2 separate regions of the Mus musculus genome follow, and region 2 is linked to region 1. Evidence: chromatin contacts called from public ChIA-PET data. All regions are on one chromosome and are shown on one strand. Each heading gives the region's core, a stretch centred on a gene start, on an enhancer-like site or on the middle of the called end of the contact. The rest is flanking DNA. Distances are from core to core; before and after follow the strand shown.

Region 1 (3,193 bases), core at 242-2,741:
ATGAATCACAGAGACTCTTATCAAGGCATTGAACTTTCTAGGTAAAAGGAAACATTGACTCACCCTAAGATAGAAGTGGAGGAGTTGATGAATAGTTGGACTCTGGTAATGTTGATATAAAAGCATATGGAGATCAGTAATAAAGGCCAGGGAGAGGAAAATCAGGAACCAAGGGATTTGGGTTTTAGTGCCAATGGGTAGATAATTGTTACTGAGATGGAGACAGTGGGAGGTAAGGATGTCTGGGTGGGGGGATGGAGAGGAGAATGTAGGGAGCTGGAAAGCAGTTGTTGTTCTTCAATCATGTAGGTCAACAAACTAATGCCACCTAGCTAATTGAATCTAGATGCCTTGAACTCAGGGAAGAGGCAGAACCTTGTTCTGAGGAATGTGAACACTGTAGTCAAAGCTAGACTACATGGGTTTTGGTATTTACTTTTGCCACATTTAATTTTTTCATCATTTTTCTCCCCCATATTCGTTATCTCTCTCTCTCTCTCTCTCCTCTCCCCCCCCCTCTCTCTAAAACGAAACAAAACAGGGGGGAGAAAGCCATAGTAACAACAGTAAAAGCATGGAGTCTATTTTGCGTTGGTTAACTATTTCTGAGCACAGGGCATGTCCTGGAGTGTGATTGACACACCCAGGGCCACCCCATTGGAGAAAACTGATTTTTCCTCTCCTAGCGGGTATCAACTGCAAATAGCTGCTTGGTTAGGGGTGGAAGACTTTGTACCCACTGTCCTTCTCTGTGCTTAGAAAAGTCATAGGATTTGAAGAAGTCGTGGCCCAGAAAATACAGGACAAAAACAGGGACAGCTAAGAAACTAAAGCTCATAGCAGGTAAGGCAGAAGATCTACCCAAATATAATAGCAAGAGCCTGCTTTAACAAGCAGGAGACTCTCTGTTCCATCCAAGTTCCCAAGGTAGAATAAGATGATACCTGGGCTATAAATGATCACTGTGCAAATGATGCGACTAAAGGAAGTTTTTGGATAATGCAATATTCAGAAGTGGCTTCAAGATGAAATATGAAGTAAAACGTCAAAGACTGAGTACTGACAAGTCTGCTAAGAAATTTGGCTGCAGCTTAAGGCAGAGAAGCAGAGGCTGACAGAAACTGGAGAGGTGGGGGGAGGGCATGTCTTAGTTTTGTTCTTTAAGATTAAAGTTACTAAAATATGCTGGTATGCTGGTACTGTTGGTCCAGTGAAGTGGCAAGGAATGATGCTGAGAGCAGGGGACCCTGGGAAGCTAAGTCTTGGATAATTAAAGAAGCTGGATAGTGAGCTAGCAAGGGGGCTGAGTTTTGACGGCAGAACCATCACAGCATGAGCATGCTGTCTACCACAGGAAACACAAGTTGCCTGGTTGATTTTGTTGTTCCAGTGAATAAAGAAACAAGGTCTTTGGTTAAGTCTGTGGTACTTAAGACAGTGCTGGAGATGAGGAACAGGAAGAGGTGTGACCTTTGCCTGCAAGTGACTGAGCAAATGTTTACAGTGACAGTACAGGAAAACCACGGGTGACTTGAGACCTGTGGTACCTGCACCTACATCAAGGGCAGTGGGTAACGGTGGATGCTTTACTCCAAGCACACTGAGCAGAGGAGGATGCTCAAGATTAAACAATGCCGGGATCTGTGGCTTGGGGATGGTGGACAGAGGGAAAGATGGGAGCTGAGGAGTCAGCTGAGGATGAGTTTCTGTGAGGGATAGAAGATCCAAAGCAGCAAGAGAACCCAGTGTGAGGACAATGAGCAAAGCTATAGAGTGAGTGGGTTTCTGTGCGGATGGAGCCTGACTGTTAGAGTGGAGGGAGTTTGAGACACTGGGAATGACGATCAGTGAGTTGACAAGGTTAAGGCTCAGGACGTGGCAGCAAATAGAAGGTTGAAAGGAGAATCTTATGGCTAAGCTGAAGGGAGAAAAACAGGTCAAAGGTCACCAGGACAGAGGATGGGGTTGATGCGGTAGAGAAATTGTGGTCTAGGTGTTAGGACCTTACTTGAGCTGAGAGGCCAGGTGGTTAGGAAACTGGGTGGGCTTAAGTAGAAGACTAAAAGGGGGGTGAACATTCTACAGACACTAGAGGATTTTAGGGAGAGGGAGTCAGGTAGACACCATGTTGCTGTGGGCTATAATTTTACTAGAGGTTAGTGAAGAGTAAGATTGTGGTCAATGGTGGAAGCAGAATCTCTGGTCCTAGTCACTAAATATAGATACAAAGCGTCTATGTAGGGAGTGATGCTGGATCTTTAAGCTCCAGAAGATACAGGTAAATGGTAGAAAGGGACAGGAAGAAAAGAAACTGGGATAGATATAAGGAAATATAAGGGAATGAGGACAGATGACCTGGCACATGAAGAAGAAGGGATGTCCAAGACCTTGAGGGACTAAAGGGCAATGAAGAGTAATTTCCTGTAGAGACTTTTAAGAAAACTGGCTTCAGGGAAGGGAGGGTGGTTAGCGTGGCAGGAAGAACGGTGCGCTCTCCCAGAATACCTATGGCTCTGGGAGTCTCCCTTCCCTGTTGAAGCTGAAGATAAATTGTCTTCCCATTGGGACCTTCAGATGTGGTGAGGGTGGCTCCTTCCACGTGCACTGCCGCATATGCTGTACCTGACCTACTGTCTGGAGCTGCATTCCTGTGTGCAGGGTATTCCAGGTGGGAAGCTGGAGCCTCAGTTGTGGACATCGTTACAACTGGGCCAGTGTGGACAAGTCAGATGAATCAGCTTAACCGTGTGACCCTACTGCTGACCTAAGGAACTGATATTCTGTCTGCCAAGCTTGCTTTCTGTGAAGATGAGATGTGCCTGGGATGCCTCTAGATTGTCTTTGTTGTGGTAATGACATAGCAAATGAAATGATGGCAATAAATGGACTTTGAGTAATGAAATGAAGCTAATGAGATTTAGCCTATAGGCTTGTTATTTGTATTGAGATTATAAAAGGCACTGTGGGTATGCTCACTAATTCTCAGCTTTCAGACAGACAGACAGACAGGGTAGCTCAGGTATTATGAGACTATGAGACTTAAGGATTTTCATCTCTCTCTCTCCTCCCTCTCTCTCCTCTCTCTCTCTCTTCTCTCTCTCTCTCCTCTCTCTCTCTCTCTCTCTCTCTCTCTCTCTCTCTCTCTCTCTCTCTCTCTCTCTCTCTCTCTGAGGTATTTTTAGCAATGCCTTTC
Region 2 (3,480 bases), core at 490-2,989, 120 kb after region 1:
AGTCTCGGTACATCTTGAGAAGGCCGCTTGTTCAAACTTCACAGATTTTTTTTTTTCTGCAAAAGACGTTAAAAAAAAAAGATGGACTATATATTAAAAATAGACAAATGATGCCAAACAGATGGCGTCTACTAATTGCACTAGTCAGATTTGTTTGCTGAAATAGTACAGAGATGTAGGATTGGAGAAGCAGACCAGATTGTGGGACTTCAGTGTGGGGCTGCCTACTTTAAATTCTATTTTTCATTGTCTCATTCCTTAAGTCTGAATATTCTGTAAATAACAACACCATTGTGAGAGAAAAGCAATACTTACAAAGGTTTATTTGTCATCCAGATTAAATAGGTTTTTGTTACTTAATTAAGAAATCTGAAAAAGAGGCTGGTTCTAGTGTCCTTGAAACAAATGTGTATTTAAAGCAGCCAGCAGAACTAGTTTCATTATTGAGTTGCAGTAAGTGCTTGGAGATTGTTGCCATTGACAAGTGGCCATGGAGAAGGTCAAGGCTTTTGTGGTGGCTATCAGTCTGAACATTCCTAAACAGCATAAGCTATACTGAGCTACAAATAGACCACCACAACCCAGATTACAAAGTCACATTCCTGAAAGCTTAGAATTTACTTTTCAATTTCAAAGTAAGCATGCTTCAAAGTGTGCAATTTGTGCAAATATTGATCAGTTACCTCTTATCACATAGTTCTATCTCCATGTAGCTACTGAATTACATAAATTATATAAGTGTATACATATACATATGTTTGTATGTATATAAGTATATATGTATAATACGACCCTAGTAGTTTTATAAGGTGACATGAGAGCCTTTTATGATCTAGTAGTTCTGTCCCTGTTTTTGATAAACATGTCAACTAATAATTGATTGCTATAACATAATACATTAAATCAGTCACATCAACTCTAAGGCTCAAACTAGATTATTTAATAATGTATAGTGAACCTTTCAAGGAATCATATACTCCAGCTTATAAGATTGTCTTAAATAATACAGAACTTTCTAGCATTCTTTGGAAGATTTCTAAATAAAGACACACATTTTTAAAAAAGAAAATCACTGGTTTGAAAAAGATAATATCCATACAAGTGAACATACTAGCATGTTCCTTGTGATTTCAGCATTGAGTAATACAATAAGACTTTGTCCAGTCCAAATGACTATATGTTAGTTTTCCTCAGGCAGTAAGCTTAGTTTTAAGGCAAGGCATTGTGCAGCAGAAAGCAAGGTCTCGCTGTTTGATCTTACAAAAGCGAGGAGCCATGTACAGTGAGCATAATGCCCGCTAGTCAAGAATTAGTAACTGTGAAAACAACTTGCATTCACAGCTCAAGAACTTTTCAAGAAACAGACTCTGTCTACCAGCTCATCAAAGCAATGCATCTGTTCTGAAATATAACTTGCTCATACATATTCCTCCACAGGGAGTCCCCGGGCTCTTCTTCCGACTGATAAATGACAGGAGGGTTACTGAAATACGAAGCTTCCCAGTGGTTGGTAGTGCAGAAAGCTGGACCGAGCCGTTCTTCAACTGAAAAATCCCATCAGAATGTCAACAGGTGCAGAAGTGACTTCCCACAGAGCACCCCGTCTTCCCTTCTGGTTGGAGATGACCATGTCTCTGCCACTTTCACAGGGCAATTTGGTGGTCAGGGGCCTCTGGATCTTTCAGCTGCTTCCAAGAATAGAATAGCTTGTCATTCTTGGGAGTTAGTCTCACGGGCCTTGTTTACTTTCAATATCAGCCTTTCCGAACTAGAGGCAGGGCAGCAGAATGAGGTCATACTTCCTGTCACGATCGCATCAGTGGTGTTCACAGAGTAAATACAGCAGATCTTCTTGACCATCAGAAGGGAACAGGCAACCCAGAGTCAGGTCAACTCCATACATTGTGATCATTGAGGGATGCTTCTCAGAGCTTCTGTGTCACCTCAAACTATATTAACATGAGAAAATTTAAGCCATGTTTCCTGTTTGACATTTTCTGGCTATATTCAGTTATGAGTAGCATACAGTTATTATGCTCTTGGTCCAATTAACCTAAATATATCAAAGATAGCATCAACGCTATCAAGTTCAGGATGCTATAAAAGCTATATATTATCTATAATAATGTGATTTTTATGAGGCTATCCTCTGATACATATGCAACTAGAGACACAGTTCTGGGGGGAGGGCGGGGTTACTGGTTAGTTCATATTGCTGATCCTCCTGTAGGGTTACTGACCCCTTTAGCTCATTGGGTATTTTCTCTAGCTCCTTCTTTAGGGGCCCTCTGTTCCATCCAATAGATGACTGTGAGCATCCACTTCTTCATTTTCCAGGCACTGGCATAGACAGGCTAAGATTAAAATGGTCTTTCACGATAGCTTTGGGACCTCAGACTTGTGGCTTAGCATCTTTGAGCTGCAATTTTCTCAAATTTAAATGTAATAATCTATAGCCCCAAGGTTGGCCTGCAGAATCAAATGAGAAGAAAGAAGAAAGAAATAGCTGGGTACCTGAGGGAATGTGCAAGATGTATTCCTTATTGGATTTTGTGAATTGACTTCTCTTTGGAGAGCTTGATCAGGATGGTGGAGAGTTTGTGTTATTAATTCTTGGGGATTGCTACCGAGATTATTTTTGATGTTAGGAGATATCAGTATTATTTCCTACGCAGAATCCCACATTCTTTCCACCTCCATTGTCTCTCCCTGGGACTCCACTTACTACCTCATTCTGACTGTATTTTATGCTAACATTCCAACTGTCTACTTGGCCTCTATCCAACACATTATGCACATACATATCTCACTATGTAAATTTGATTATGTCATTCCTTAAATTAAAACCTTCATCTTTGCTCCTCTCTCATAATAAGTTCAAAATCACCCCTGCAGCCTATGAGGCAAGTTTTAGCCTCATACTGCACACATTCTATCTTCTAAAGTTTGACCATGTTGATCTTCAGCCTTTCATCTTGTTCAGGTTTGCTTTCACCTTGGAGTCTTTAAACATACTACCGTTGTTTCTACATCTTGTTCCTAAGCAACTCCTTCTACATGACCTCTCCTAGATCAAGTTATGAAGGCCACAGCTCTCTACAATTTTTATTTGGAGTGTGCGTCATAGCTACAGTTAAGGAACCAAGAGACTTTCTATGTTCCATCTCCTGCTTTACTTCAGAGCCTAAGGTCTATCTATTCTTTTCTTGTTATATATCATGGTGTAGTATGAGGTTTAGTACATACTAGGAAATTAAAAATGTATGAGTTGCATGACTACCAGCTACCTCAGTCTGGGCTTTTTGCCACACACACTACAGAATTATATCAGGGCCTGACATTGTTCTTCTGGTCAGAGTCTGGGAAAGCTAATAATCTGGAAAGAGTGGCAGGGATGTCATTCTAATACAGAAATTACTCCACAGTAAAATAAGTATCCAAAACTTAGTTGTTTATAGTGATATGCTTTTATTTCCTCAG

The links. ChIA-PET counts read pairs in DNA pulled down with a chosen protein or histone mark.
Region 2: a contact with region 1 is called in an RNA polymerase II ChIA-PET map of effector CD8 T cells, with 75 read pairs. The contact joins the promoter of Tmem71 here to the enhancer-like site in region 1. A contact is called at or near these places in 1 of 39 promoter capture datasets (hippocampal neurons), 5 of 484 Hi-C or Micro-C datasets (CD4 T cells, CD8 T cells and Th1 cells), 3 of 115 datasets of contacts at active chromatin or transcription factors (CD8 T cells, effector CD8 T cells and embryonic stem cells) and 1 of 9 other capture datasets (adipose tissue).

What each region holds. Positions count from the first base shown.
Region 1 is chr15:66,443,995-66,447,187 of GRCm38.p6, forward strand. The region is part of intron 7 of Lrrc6 (leucine rich repeat containing 6 (testis)); the gene reads right to left. Among named protein-coding and RNA genes, the nearest start is that of Gm31006, 55 kb to the right of the region's middle. Within about 2 kb of position 1,492, at least 43 of the 459 cell types and tissues checked have an H3K27ac peak or open chromatin away from gene starts, as enhancers often do. A contact at or near this core is called in CD8 T cells, Th1 cells and effector CD8 T cells, where this site is marked.
Region 2 is chr15:66,559,307-66,562,786 of GRCm38.p6, forward strand. Tmem71 (transmembrane protein 71) reads right to left here and starts at 1,740. Exons shown (of 10, transcript NM_172514.3): 1 at 1,424-1,740; 2 at 1-56. The coding sequence starts at 13.